Linked DNA regions of Ovis aries: region 2 is linked to region 1. A link is a contact called in public Hi-C data. All regions are on one chromosome and are shown on one strand. Each heading gives the region's core, a stretch centred on a gene start, on an enhancer-like site or on the middle of the called end of the contact. The rest is flanking DNA. Distances are from core to core; before and after follow the strand shown. Region 1 has its middle 47 kb from the start of HTR4. Region 2 overlaps SH3TC2 (SH3 domain and tetratricopeptide repeats 2).

Region 1 (7,104 bases), core at 3,395-5,894:
TCCTGAAATGACACAGCCAGCAGCTACAGCAGTTCAAACCAGAATGTGGGTGTGTTGGGCGCCTACACCAGTTCATTTTGAAAGAAGACCAGCCCACTATCAGAAAAGGGATGGGCTCCTGGATGAGGTAGGGGGTTGGAGCACATTCCACCTCCACAGGCACTGCTACAGCCCAGTTGGGAGCTGCCATGGGGATCTGCTGAGTAGGCAGAAGTTCAGGCTGCTAACCGGCAGGGAATTGAGCAAAAGGAAAAAGAAAAAGACCTTCCGGTGCCAAGACTCCAGGGAAATATTTGTTGACTTTTTGCTTCATATTGACTACTTCCAACTAGGCTTTGAAGCTAACTTTTTGATATAAAGGCTCCCTGGGGTGAGTGGGGAGTTCAGGACCTTGTTGCTGTGGTTCTTCAGGCAACCACAAACCCACAGCAGCTCCAGGAATATGCCTGAATTACATGGAAAGTGGCAAGGAACTACGGAGAAAATAGAGAACTCCCAGGAAAGTGGAGACTGAAAAACAAGAATTTAAAAGGCAAAACAAGAGCTACCACGGGCATGGGATGATAGCCACTAGTGCTGTGCCAAAGGTGGTTCTCCCTGAGTCCTTCACCACCAGACTGTCCTGTACAAAACTGAACAGGAGGGGTCCAAGAGAACCAGCAATCCTAGCTCTAGCCAAATCTCTTAAAATGGATTTCTGGGTGGAGGGATCTTCTGAAAGCACAGATGCAAACATTTACATCCAGCCCCTGACTGTGGGTTCTTGTTGCTCCCTATCACCCATAGAATGAAGTCTGTGCTTCTCCACAGACCTCACAGGCACTACTAAATTTCTTTCTCCACATCCAACAGTTTTCTTGAATCTGGGCATCCATGTAGGTTTTCTTTTCCCTTGTCTAATTCCCGTTGACCCTAAGGGTTGAGGTTCAATGTTACTTTCTCCAGGGACACTCTCCAATCCCATTTCCACCCCTACATTAGGTCCAGAGTTCCTTTTGTACATTCCCATGGCATCGTGGACCTTTTCATGAAGGCCCCACAGCCACTCCAATAAGCGCATTTGTTGCATCCGCCGCTACATCTCCCACCTGAAGCAGAGGCCCTGGCCCTCAGGAAATGTCCATTAAGTCTCTGTTGAACAAAGATGTGGGAGAAAAATTCAACATCTCCACAAGAATCCTCTCCCTCACCAACCAAGCAAGGTAGGAAAGGGAAATAACCAAGTATGGTGGCAGGATAGGGGGCAGGATCTGAGCAAAGAGATTGTTTTTCTAAGGACAGAAACCCAGAAAAATAAATGGTCCTTAATCTAGGGGTCATCAAGAAGCATATTATCTCCTTGATAATTGTTCAGTTATAATTGCCTTTGCTGGAAACAGGAGCCTTCTTGGAAATACTGTAGAGATTTGGAGATGTACTTCTGTAAGAATAAAAGAGAATACAAATCTATCAAGCATCTGGATATATCCAAAAAGAGATCACATACAACTGAGTAAGTGAACAACAGAGCTAGTGTGGGGCTGATGGAGTCACCCCAGCCAGAAGGACAAGCTGCTTCTCAGTTCCAGCCAATTGTTGAAATGCAAGAATGCAAAGCACTGTTTGCCAGAGAAGCAAGAAGTACATGTAGTCTCTGTCTCTGTGTATGTAAGCCTCTCCAACTTGTTTATATTTTAAAAAATCAACTTGTGTGAGCCCTGAGGTGCCAACATTTGACCTTTGTACCAACGAACCTGGCCTCCCTATTTACCTAAACAGGTTGACACCAAAGCTCCAAAAAACATGACTCACGACCCAAAGAAAGTCGCTCATGACTACATGAGCGACTAAATAAGGACAGAGACTTGTCTGCAGCAATTATTGGCACATAATAAGTGGTCAGTAAATAGCTGCTGAGTGGGAGAAAGGATAAATGAGAGAGGAATGTAGTTCATGATTTCTACCACTAGATGGTAAAGTTTTGTTTTCTTGGTGTTTGTTTTTTCTGCAGATGGAAGCATCATGTTGGAGATTTCTGAGTGGGAGGATTTACCTTAAACAAAACAATTCTCTAAAGAAATAGCATCTTTTATTAAGATGGTTTTATGGGCATGTCTACAAGCCATGCATACTTAGCTTGAACATCCCACAAACACCAAGAATGTCTTCTCATTGTCTTTGTTCTCCCTCCTCACTTTCCACCCCAGTCAGTTCTAGACACAAAGTCATTAGAAGGAGATGGTTTCCCTTGGTGTTAGTAGCGCCACAGCTAGAAACAGAGGATGAGTACTAGATGGTGGGGCCAGGATAGAGGTATTGTGTATTCAAGAAGCTCACAATTTTGGGGGTAAATAGACCTTTAACTCAGTTACAATACACTGTGTTTGATACTATAATGATCATGTGGAGATGATGTTTTGTGAACCCAGAAAAGAGAGAAACTATTCTCTCTTGGTAGAGAAGCGTGCAGAAGTCCTCGGGTGAGTAGTTCATGAGTTAGATGGACCTTGAATGATGAGAAGGAATTCACCAAGGTACAAAGGCAAGAAGAACATTCGCACATTCATCAAATATCTACTGAGAAACTATGTTCCCCTGGCACTCTGCTGGCTGTTAGGGGTGCAGCAGTGAACAGGATGTGAGGGCCCTGTCCTCAAGGAACTCACAACGCAGTAGGAGAGACTTTTAATAGCCAGGAGAGGAAATAAGTTTTTAAAATAATTTTTATGAAGAACTAGAAAGGAAAGAAGTAGGATGCTATGAAGAAAATAGGAAGCAAGGCCTCTATTATATAGGCTGGTCCAGCAAGACCCTGGAGGGGGCTGCACTGCAGTTGCAAATGAAGGCTGAAAAGCATTAGTCATAGGAACAAGATAGTGAGGCTGGAGTGGGTGTCCAGCGGATGCTTTTACTAGAGTGAATACCCTGTGCTGTCTAGGAAGAAAACTTTAGCCATCGTGAAACCATTTCTGAAAGGTGGGGAAACCTCCCAATATATTTGAGGAACAGTAAAAAGTTCCTGTTCCATTAGGATGTACAGTAGAAAAGGGAGAAAGAAACTAGTGGGAGCTGAGGCCAAAGAGATGGACAGAGTCCTGCTGTGGAAGACTTCATACTTTATCTTAAAATTTAATCTTTCCTGAACAGGTGTCAAAGCCATAGCAACTTATCATTTCTGTGACAGCCTCATTCCATCAGAACTATTATTTCCTTATCTTTCTTTCAACAAACTTAACTTTTATGTCAAATATTTTAAAGGAAAGCTTAACAATAATGTCAATATTATACAAAGAAAACCAGTATCACTTGCCAATAAGAATAGGTAAAAATGAGCACAAGACCAATAAAACTGTAAAATTCTCACATCTCCTAATATTTTATCAAGTTGTTCACATCCTACGTAAGACATGGGAAGGGAATGAGGAATTTTAATTATAGAGATAAAGAGATGAGATTGCACTTCTGAAACCATTGCTGAAAGCACTATTTTATTTATATCTCCAAAAAACCATGATAATGATCCTGGCAGCCATAAAAAAAAGGATCTTCCTGGGCAAGAACTGCTCAGCCCAAAGGGATTCCCAGTGGAGAGTTATATGAAGCCAATTTTGAAAACGCTGATAAATAGCAGGCTACCACACAAAAATCCAGGGAGAGATCTTGTGAGAACAACCTGCTCACTCAAATTCACATGCTTAGTATCAATTTCCTCTAGCTTGAGGAAGACTGCTTAGCTGCTTGGCAGCTGATAAGTAAAGAGATTTAGATAAAGCTCCTGAAAATGAGGAACTAGCTCCTAATTCTTGACTGGGGAAAGCCACAGTACAAAATCTAATATAATACACTATTTTGTTCTTCTTATGAACTCATATCTGCAGCTCAGAGAAGGAATCCCACTTAAGCACCCATCCCCCTGGAGCAGTTTATACTTTCATTTTGCCATTGGACAAATATTTACGAAGCACCTAAAAAAGTCAGATATTGTGAAGAAATCAAAATTGCTTAATGGGGTTGCTGTTGCTGTTTAGTTGCTAAGTTGTGTCCAACTCTTTTGAGACCCCATGGATGGTAGACTGCCAGGCTGCTTCTGTCCATGGGATTTCCCAGGCAAGAGTACTGGAATGGATTACCATTTCCTTCACCAGGAGATCTTCCCAACCTAGGGATTGAACCTGCGTCTCCTGCATTGACAGGTAGGTTTTTTACCAATGAGCCACCAGGGAAGCCTTTAATGGGGTTACAAATTCGAATACTTAACTGGTGCCAGGTGAGAAAGGTAATGAACGAAGCAGTCTAGTGTAAGATGACAGGGAGTGGTGGGGACTGCAGCGAACTGAAGGGGGTGACTCCCATTTGAAAGGGGATACATACTCAGCTCCAGTCAATAGTAGCGATGCAAGAATGTGGAGCCTATGTTGACAGGACTTCAGATATTGCAACAGAAAAATTGTTGCACAATGATCATCATATTTAGGGGGAAATTCAGGGGTTGGAGGAAAACCTCCATGATTTTAAAAGCCGGCAAGTAATTTTTTAAAAGTTTTAAATACTCTAAGGGCCAAGGAAAACATATTGATTGATGGCATGCAACCCAAGCGCCCCAGTGGGTGACCTCTGGGTGTCACAGAGTCTCAGCCTTTGCAGGGTTTGTGTGTTAGGAGATAAGACATGTTCATAAATAACTCCAATACAGAACATGGTGAAAAGTGTTGTGTGAGCAAGACAAAGCACTGAAGGAATTCAGAGGAGGCAGGAATGACTTCATAGCAAAGCTGTACGCAGGGAGTAGGGGTTTCTCATAGGGCTATTTCTGGCCACATATCAAGGAGCCCCTGAACTGAATGAGGAGAAGAAAGAGAGCCTCCAGTAATTCCAAAGAGAAATAACTGATAGTGTCAGGACTGAGCATCAGAATATTCCAGGAATTATTCTTAAGATGCGTATGTCGAGGGCTTCCCTGGTGATCCAGTGGTTAAGAATCCACCTGCCAATGCAGGGAACATGGGTTCTATCCCTGGTGCTGGAAGATCCCACATGCTGTGGGGCAACTAAGCCAGTAGGCCACAACTACTGAGGCCCATGCTCTACAACAAGAGTGGCCTCCACAACTGAGAAGCCCATGCAAAGCAACTAGAGAGTAGCTCCCACTTGGTACAACTAGAGGAAGTCGGCACGCAGAAATGAAGACCCAATGCAGCCAAAAAAAAATTTTAATTAAAAAAAAAAAAAAAGATGTACATGTCTAGTCCTTAACCCACTCATCCTAAATAGGAATTTCTTGGGTTGAGAACTACACACCCAAATTTTAAAATATATCTTCAGTTAATTTTTATCAAGATCCTTCCTTAAGAACCTCTGCTCCAAGGAAGCACCCCCAAAATGCTAACTAAAACAACAAATATGACTTTTGCCCCTCCTATTCCTCTAATTCTAACAAACTAGGATTCATACTTTGCCAGGTGTTCTCCCTGGGAGGGTATAACCTGTGCCTGCTCACAGGATGCCGGCCAAGGGGCTTGGGAAAGCACTGTGTTTATTACCACAGAGGAGAAAGAGCTTTCCTTGGTCCATTAGGAGCAGATGCCATTTTGTTATTCACACAAAGGCACTCTGTGCAGAGTGGCCTGAAGACTGTAGAGTAACTGCTGTATTTCCAAGCCATCTTCCTCCAATGTTACCTAGTAACAAATTCTATAGCCCTTATGTTTACAGGTTATACAGAAAATGCAGACAAAAGTACATATTGAATTTTCTTGGAATTGATAATGGGATTTGTATTCAACACAGCGATGTGAATTCAAGAAGTTCACCTACATTTTTCCAATTTAGAAGACAAAGTCCTATTAGAATTGCTTAATCTATGCCTTATTTTACAGCTCTTTAAGGCATATCTGGGCTCAGTTTTCAAATCAAAGAAACCCAGCAAGTAGGTCCTGTTGATTAGCTCTCATTGCTACCACATGAGAGTGTTTTCTGGGCTCCAAATCTGTCGCCCCTCTCATCAATGGCCATCACTCGGGAGGGGTTGCTTATCTAAACACCAAACTACCCTAACAACTCTTGCATCAAACTGTGCACTGTCCCAGAGAATACACACAAAGAATGTAATATTCTTTGGCTCTCTGAATCATGTACATCTCAAAATCAAGGAAGTGTTTAATATGCAGAAACCGTCATCTTTCTCAGAGTGCCCTTCCTCTTTGGAGCTACAGCCATTGCCTGCCAGCCCAGACTCCAGTAAAAATGAAAGTAGTACATGCCTTCTAAGCTCTGAAGTGAAAGACTCTGGATAATGAGAAAATCTTATTAAAATTAATGACTCTATAAAACTCTGTGCTGTGCTGCGCTTAGTTGCTCAGTCATATCCAACTCTCTGTGACCCCATGGACTGTAGCCTGCCAGGCTCCTCTGTCCATGGGGATTCTCCAGGCAAGAATACTGGAGTGGGTTGCCAAGGCCTCCTCCAGGGGATCTTTCCAACCAGAGGATTGAACCCAGGTCTCCCGCATTGCAGGCGGATTCTTTACCATCTGAGCCATGAGGGGAGTCCTATAAACCTCTAGCAGCTGCCATTAAAATAGCAATGTTTGCATATTATGACACACAAATGCTGCCCAAAATAAAATAAGGGGAATATCCCAGAATTCTGCTAGAGGAACTGGTCCCAGAAAAATTGAATCTGCTGTCAGTAGGATGGGGAGTACCCAGGAAGCTTGATTATGTTCTTGTGTACTTGACAAGTTCAGTTCAGCTGTGTCCAACTCTTTGCAACCCCACGGACTGCAGCACGACAGGCCTCCCTGTCCATCCCCAACTCCTAGAGTTTACCCAAACTCATGTCCATTGAGTCGGTGATGCCATCCAACCATCTCATCCTCTGTCGTCCACTTCTCCTGCCCTCAATCTTTCCCAGCAACATGGTCCCTTTAAATGAGTCAGCTCTTCACATCAGGTGGCCAAGATATTGGAGTTTCAGTTTCAACATCAGTCCTTCCAATGAACACTCAGGAGTGATCTCCTTTAGGATAGACTGGTTGGATCTCCTTGCAGTCCAAGGGACTCTCAAGAGTCTTCTCCAACACCACAGTTCAAAAGCATCAATTCTTCGGTGCTCAGCTTTCTTCA
Region 2 (7,104 bases), core at 1,216-3,715, 230 kb after region 1:
GAGCTGGCTCAAACCCACTCCTGAAAGCCAGTTATTAAATTTTAAGGATTTGATAAGCTGGGTGTTAAACACAGCCATTATTAAAAGTGAAATTATAACTGTAGAGAAAGCTGAGCACTGAAGAATTGATGCTTTTGAACTGTGATGTTGGAGAAGACTCTTGAGAGTCCCTTGGACTGCAAGGAAATCCAACCAGTCCATTCTAAAGGAGATCAGTCCTGGGTGTTCTTTGGAAGGAATGATGCTGAAGCTGAAACTCCAGTACTTTGGCCACCTCATGTGAAGAGTTGACTCATTGGAAGACTCTGATGCAGGGAGGGATTGGGGGCAGGAGGAGAAGGGGATGACAGATGAAATGGCTGGATGGCATCACTGACTCTACGGACATGAGTTTGAGTGAACTCTGGGAGTTGGTGATGGACAGGGAGGCCTGGCGTGCTGCTATTCATGGGGTCACAAAGTCGGACACGACTGAGCGACTGAAATGAACTGAACTGAAACTTATGATCAAATACACCACCTTAGAAAGAGGTAATAAATATTCAAAACTCGTCACTTCCTGATTAGTTTAGTAGAATCTGCTTCTAAGGTTGTTTACATCTATCACATCTGTATGGCAGTCACTGTATGGTGGTGTGCGTATCTTTCCCAGCCCCATATTCAGTAACATCACACTAGTAGATCGAAATTAGCCAAAGTAGGAGTAGTTATACCACAGAAAATTGCAAATGCTACAAATAGAGACTTAATGATGGTTCTGTTGATTGTCTAGATTTAAGAAAGTGAAACTAATAATGTAGATTATGCTTAAAGCTGACAAGTCTATAGCTGTTCCACAGTGATAAGCACAAAAAGCAGGCAATTCTTTCAAACTCAGCAAAAAAGTCACTCACACTATTGACAAATGAGTGGTTTCCAAGCTCTTTGTTGTTTCACTTTTGTTTTACTTGTTAATGAAAATATCAATGAACATTCTTGTCAAAACTGTTCTTGTTATCCAACTGCAACCATGACTGACTCTAGATACAAGAGTTCTGAATAAATCAAGGAATGCATTGTCTGAAAATCAATATGGAATTTACCTTAGCATTTACATTTTATTATTTGTAAATTGTGTGTTGTACATCCTTCATAAAAGTAAAACATATCATAACCTTGAGTATGCATTCACACACACACATTTCCAGAGTTGTCACTTACCTGTGACGTCCCTCAGAAGCCTCCCATCTCTTACCATGAGACCACCAGGACCTGCCGCAGCCACCAGGCCACTAGGCCAACTGAGGTCATGATGGGCCCGGGGAAGTACTGGAAGCTTCAGACTAGAGGAAAGGAAGGCCAGTGTTTACAGTGACGGCTGGCTGCAGAATGGCCTTTGTCTGCTCTGGGCCTTTATTTATTTTCACACCAGCCTAAGGCCTTTGACCCCAGTTTGAAGTCAAGGACAGGAAGAAAGATTCTTTATTTTCATGATGATTGGCAACATAGTTTGGCTGGCAGAGAATGCTGGGGCACTATGAAGACCTGGCCGAGGACATCTCAAGGCCCTGGAAGGACAGCTCGCACGAGAATCGGAAAGAGAACAACCCCACTTCTTCCTTTAGGCAATACACTGTTTGGAGTCTGTAGGAAGACCACACTCACTCGCATTCCTCTCTATTTCTCATTTGCTGTGTCCTTTTGGGGAAAGGGGGAACATGGTTATTTCATTATTTTACATATGTATAACTTATATCCCTGGTGGCTCAGAGGTTAAAGCGTCTGCTTGCAATGCGGGAGACCCGGGTTCGATCCCCAGGTCGGGAAGATCCCCTGGAGAAGGAAATGGCAACCCACTCCAGTACTCTTGCCTGGAGAGTCCCATGGAGGGAGGAGCCTGGTAGGCTACAGTCCATGGGGTCGCAAAGAGTCGGACACGACTGAGCGACAAACTACTAATTACTACTAACTTATATCCTAAATAATGCCTACCATGCAATCACATATTCATTCAATCATTTATCCAATAAATCAATATTGAGTACCTTTGTGAGTCAGGCACTTTTCTCGTGCTGTAGGTGCAAGGGTGACCCAGGCAATCTCTGACCCCATGGCGCATAATGTCAAGTGGACAATATAGACATTAAACTGGTTTTACATCCAGTTGGATGCAAACTCTAAGTGCCTGCTCCACATGTTTCAAGCTGAAATTCATTATTTTCTTCACATAAATACTCTTCTCAAATGCCTGTCAATAGAACCACAGCAATCATAGCCACTACTTATATGACATGTGCCAGGCACTAATCTAAACACTTTACATACATTAACTCACTTATTCCTCACAAAATTCCCACAAAAAATTATTAAACCTATTATCACCCTCATTTTACCAAGAGTTTAACAGCTTCTCTGATAAGCAGTGAAATTGTTCAACGGCACCACCATTCACCTTGGGCAGGATGTTCAGGTAAACAAGATCAATCCAGCTGAAATTCCATGAAATTTAGCAAAGGTCGAGCTTCAGTTCTTATGCAATACCTGCAGTCTGGATGAGGCTCAGATGGTATCCTGACTCTGCTACTTTCCACCTGAAGGACTTTGGGCAAGAGTTAATTTCTTACTTAACCTCTCTGAACTTGTTTCCTTATGTGTTCTATATGAACAATTATACTATCAGTTACTTCCTGGATAGGGTGAGACCATTAACAGGAGTCAGTGATATAATGGGACTGCATATCTGGGACCTTGGCCCACCCAAGAGTCCATAGACTCCTTGAGGTCATGGACCTTGATTACCTTGCTCACTGGAATGTGAGCCTAGCACATAAGAGATGTTGAATATTGGTTGGTTGAGTGATTGGTTGGTTGGTTGGATGGATAGATGGATGGTTCTGTTTCCATTGTCCCACAGGAGCTAGCCCCAATTCCGACTCTCCTTCCGCGAGTTTCTCATACATGAATCCATTCTCCCCCAAGAAGACCAACAGATACTCAAAGGCAGGTCTTTTGTCCTACAACTCACCACAGCCCCAATTTATGATTCACTCATGAAGGAGCCTTGGAAGTCTGAAACAACACTATCCACTCAGGCTTCAAGACATCCTAAAATTTCACCTGTTCCCTGCTGCCCTTACTTCCAAAGAACTTTCAGAACTAAAGGGGTTTCCTGTAATGCTTGGTAAATTAATGCTTATATAAACTCAGTTTCCTGGTCATTCACTTTCTTAAGACAAAGGGGAACCATCAAATGTTCACAAGGGAAATCATTCTCTTTAGGATCCTAAGTTCTAAATAGAAAATGTGAAACCAGAATTGCATGGTTATTGAAAGCACTGATTTTTAAATCAGATAGAACTGGTTTTGAATCTCTGCCAAGTGTCTTAACTTCTTTGAACCTGTACCCTTTCATCTGGAAAGTGGGAATAAGAACTCATTCTTTGTAGGGTCATTTGAAGGATCAAGCCAAATACCATAAGTATATTACTTAACACCATGCCTAGTACAGGGCAGGGACTCAACAAAAGACTGTGATCATCCCTGATCATAATTGGTACTGAGTTGAAAATCAGGAAGAGACTAGCACATCTATAGCAATACATCCTAAACAAGTGAAAACTATGTCTATTATTCTCAATAAACTTTTACTGAGCACCTGCTATGAATGTGAGCAGTCTTATCTCCTAATTCCTTATGTTTCTCGTGAGCAAAAAGCAGGTAGAAAGCAGGTATGGTCTTAATACTTTCTCTCTCTCATAATTAATAAGAAGGGGCCACAACCTGAATAAAAAGTTTCATTCATTTTTTTATTAACCCATTCACTGAACCTTTATTGAGGTTCTACCATATGTCAGACACTGGTAATGACTCTGGGAATATAGAATTGAGTGACTGAAACAAAGTCCCTGCTCTCATGGAGCTTCCAATCTAGATGGTGCACAAGAATTTTTTTAAAGTCACACAGACAGTATAACTATAAACTGTGATAACTACCCTAATGGAGAAGTGCAGGGATCTATGAGCACATGAAAGAGGGACAGCTTAATGTAGAGATACAAGAACAAAGGAAGACACAGACTTTATATAACTGGAAAGAAAAGAAAGGAATGCCATGGGACTTGGAAGAGGGTCAGGTTATAAATCTGAATAATCCCTTAGAACTTTAAAACTACCAAAAATGCAGATCCTCCATGTCACCTCTCTGCTTGGCTATCCTATTCTCCGCTCAGTAGAGTCCCAAAGCTACGTGTTCTAAGATAGACAAAAATCTGTTTTGTTTGTTTCATGAATAAGTAATTGGTTGTCGGGATTACCGTGCAGCTGTTCTTTCAGCCTGGCCCTTGGCAGTTCCCCTGGGGAAGAAAGCAGATGTGGCTAGTGTCACTGCTGTCTGGGGCAATGTGCAGACACAAGGGGTGTTCCTATGAGCATCTCTATGAAGCAGATGTCCAGTATACTCCCAGATGAACAAACATCAAAGCTCTCAATTTACAAGAAAGTTCAAAAACAAAAATGTCACTTTCATACATAATATTTGGCCCATGCAAGAAAGGTAAAGTAATTGAATCATATAAATCAGGTTTAAAAATCATATTCTCGATCTAAAATGTTAGAATCAAAAACAGAAGAGATCACCTACTTAAAATTATTTCCACAGATAAAGAATTTGCAGTAGGTAAAAATTTGCAATCCCAAATAAAAATAAAATAGAAGTTTAAGAGAATAAATGTGTTCCTAAATATTGTGAGTCAGTTAAAAAAAAAACAACAACAACCCTGTTCCTAACAGTCTTCATGCATATGAATTAAAACATCTTAACATGAACAGAGGCTTCTCTCTGGCTATTTGTTTCATAAGACACATTTGGAAGATGAGGGTATCCCCACCAGCTTTCCATGATATCAAAAGTAGGTAACCTCTCTCATGTCTGTGACCTCCCTTCTGCACTGCCTTTTCAAGTACCACAAAATTCCATCTATCTGGCTGTCTCACTTACTCAGGTGTCCACAGTCTTCTACTATTGACTCTGGAGTCTCCTGCAAATTCATCCAATTTCTCACCTGGAATCTTTAAAAGCTAATTTATAATTTGTTCTGATGTATCACCATTGTGTGACTATAAGCTTTCTATTTCTCCTCTCATTTTCTATCTGGGAAAGATGGTCTATCATTTCTTCTGGACTATTGAAAGTAGGTGAAAGTGAAAGTGGCTCAATCGTGTCCAACTCTTTGCTACCCCATAGACTATACAGTCCATGGAATTCTCTAGGCCAGAATACTGGAGTGGATACCCTTACCCTTCTCCAGGGGATCTTCCCAACCCAGGGATCGAACCTAGGTCTCCCATATTGCAGGTGGATTCTTTACCAACCAGGCTACTTAACTGTAATCCATGAAAACCTCCATATTTTCTCAAGATCCCCTAGAAAATCAATTCTCTCCAACCCTGTTCTAGACCCACCAGAATCACCAAATTGATTTCAGCCTAGCATTCCAGGCTGCTGAAACAAGTTTTAATCTTGCTTCTCTTCATGATCATATTAGTGGTGGTATCTGTCCCAAAGATGTGTCACCTGACTTAGATGCACCATATAACATAACAGTTTCTCCATTCTAGTTCCAGCATCTGGGAGACCAATCTCACCTCAACCCTGTACTAACTTCAGACGTATCATTCTCTAAACCTCAACTGAGATAACAATAGTATCTTCCTCAAAATGTTGTTGAAATACATGAGAGAGTTCTAAAAAAGTTTTATACAGGGGATAGCACATAATATTCATTCACAATGTCAACATTGTTTTTATTTTGAAATGTACACATTCTCTGGTCTCAATAAAGTTGTCCCAGCAAATGATGTATATGAAAGAACAAAAGCCAGAGCCCTCAAGGTCAGTGCTTTTCAAACGGTAGGTTAGTAAGCCTAGAAATCAATTTAGGAGGTCATAATCTGAATATTCTTAATTAGAATAGAATGTTCTTTAAAATGAATGGAATAGATATTATAGTATTATGCACTATATTATAGTGCATTTCATATTATAAGCATTAAATGTTTTTTCAAATATGAGATACTTTTACTGAGATACAATGTAAAATGCATTTCTTATTGTGTGTCATGGTTTTTTGTTTGTTTGTTTGTTTTTAAGAGTTTTGAAAGGCATTGCTGTAGGCTGGTAATGAGATACAATTTAAGAGAGACATTACTGCCCCCTGCTGGAACTCTTTATTTCTCATGGAGAAGAACAACAGTAAAATGGCAGAGGCCTTCCTTCTCCTAGACCACGACCTCATCCATCCTACCAGTACCTTGTTTGGAAGCTTGCCTGAGGGGAATGAACCCCTTGAGCTATCCTGACACCCTGGGCAATGAGTCCAAGGCAGCACTAGAAGTGGGAGCCAGAGTTGCCACTTTTGAAATAATTTTGAAAGTATAGTATCCCTCCTGACCACCTGCCTCCCACAGTCTCTCCCAGAAACTAAACTGAGCAGCACCGTAACTGAGTTATCCTAGGTCTCACCTCTGCCCTGTCGCACATCACAGCCCGGAAGAGCCTTCCTAGCCCCTAAGCAGGGGCATGTCTCTGCTTCTCTGGGCAGAGGAAGGTGAACCGACTGCATGTTCTCAGAGCTGGGACTGCCAGCAGCCTCCAACCTCTAACGCTCCTGAATTCTACAGTAACTCAGTAGGGTTGGTAGACCAAAGGGGCACAGACTTGGAAAGATATGCTGTCCCACCCCAGAGGTAAGCCTGCACCAAGAGGTAAAGACCCCAAGAGAACAGCACCCCTAATACACACCCTTGTCTTGAGATGTTAAAGCCCAGAAAACCAGATACACTTACTAAGAATCTATTTAGTCCTGCTTCAGTATGAGAGCTACTATGAATTGAGGGCTCATACCTAGTCATCCACACTTGAAGTCTCAAGTAAAACTTGAAGCAGAGTTAAAACTGAGGCTGAAGTATGTAGAGTAACTTGCCCAGTCACTCAGCCAGCTTAAGACCCAGACCCCCTTGAGTGCAGGATCAGCTTTCCCAGCCACTGCGCTAAGTGTGGCTGCACTTCCGAACTTCAGAGCTTACACCAAAAAAAGAAAAAACTGACTGAATTTCAGAGTGGCAAAT

What was found. A called contact is a pair of places that touch in the nucleus more often than the background predicts.
Region 2: a contact with region 1 is called in a Hi-C map of liver, with 7 times the contacts expected there. The contact joins two enhancer-like sites. A contact is called at or near these places in 12 of 16 Hi-C or Micro-C datasets (blood, hypothalamus, liver and 6 more).

The regions. Positions count from the first base shown.
Region 1 is chr5:57,938,662-57,945,765 of ARS-UI_Ramb_v3.0, forward strand. No RefSeq gene overlaps it. Among named protein-coding and RNA genes, the nearest start is that of HTR4, 47 kb to the left of the region's middle. Within about 2 kb of position 4,645, at least 3 of the 54 cell types and tissues checked have an H3K27ac peak or open chromatin away from gene starts, as enhancers often do. A contact at or near this core is called in liver, where this site is marked.
Region 2 is chr5:58,169,311-58,176,414 of ARS-UI_Ramb_v3.0, forward strand. It overlaps SH3TC2 (SH3 domain and tetratricopeptide repeats 2), which reads right to left. Exons shown (of 17, transcript XM_004008952.6): 17 at 3,767-7,104. Among named protein-coding and RNA genes, the nearest start is that of SH3TC2, 68 kb to the right of the region's middle. Within about 2 kb of position 2,466, at least 1 of the 54 cell types and tissues checked has an H3K27ac peak or open chromatin away from gene starts, as enhancers often do. A contact at or near this core is called in liver, where this site is marked.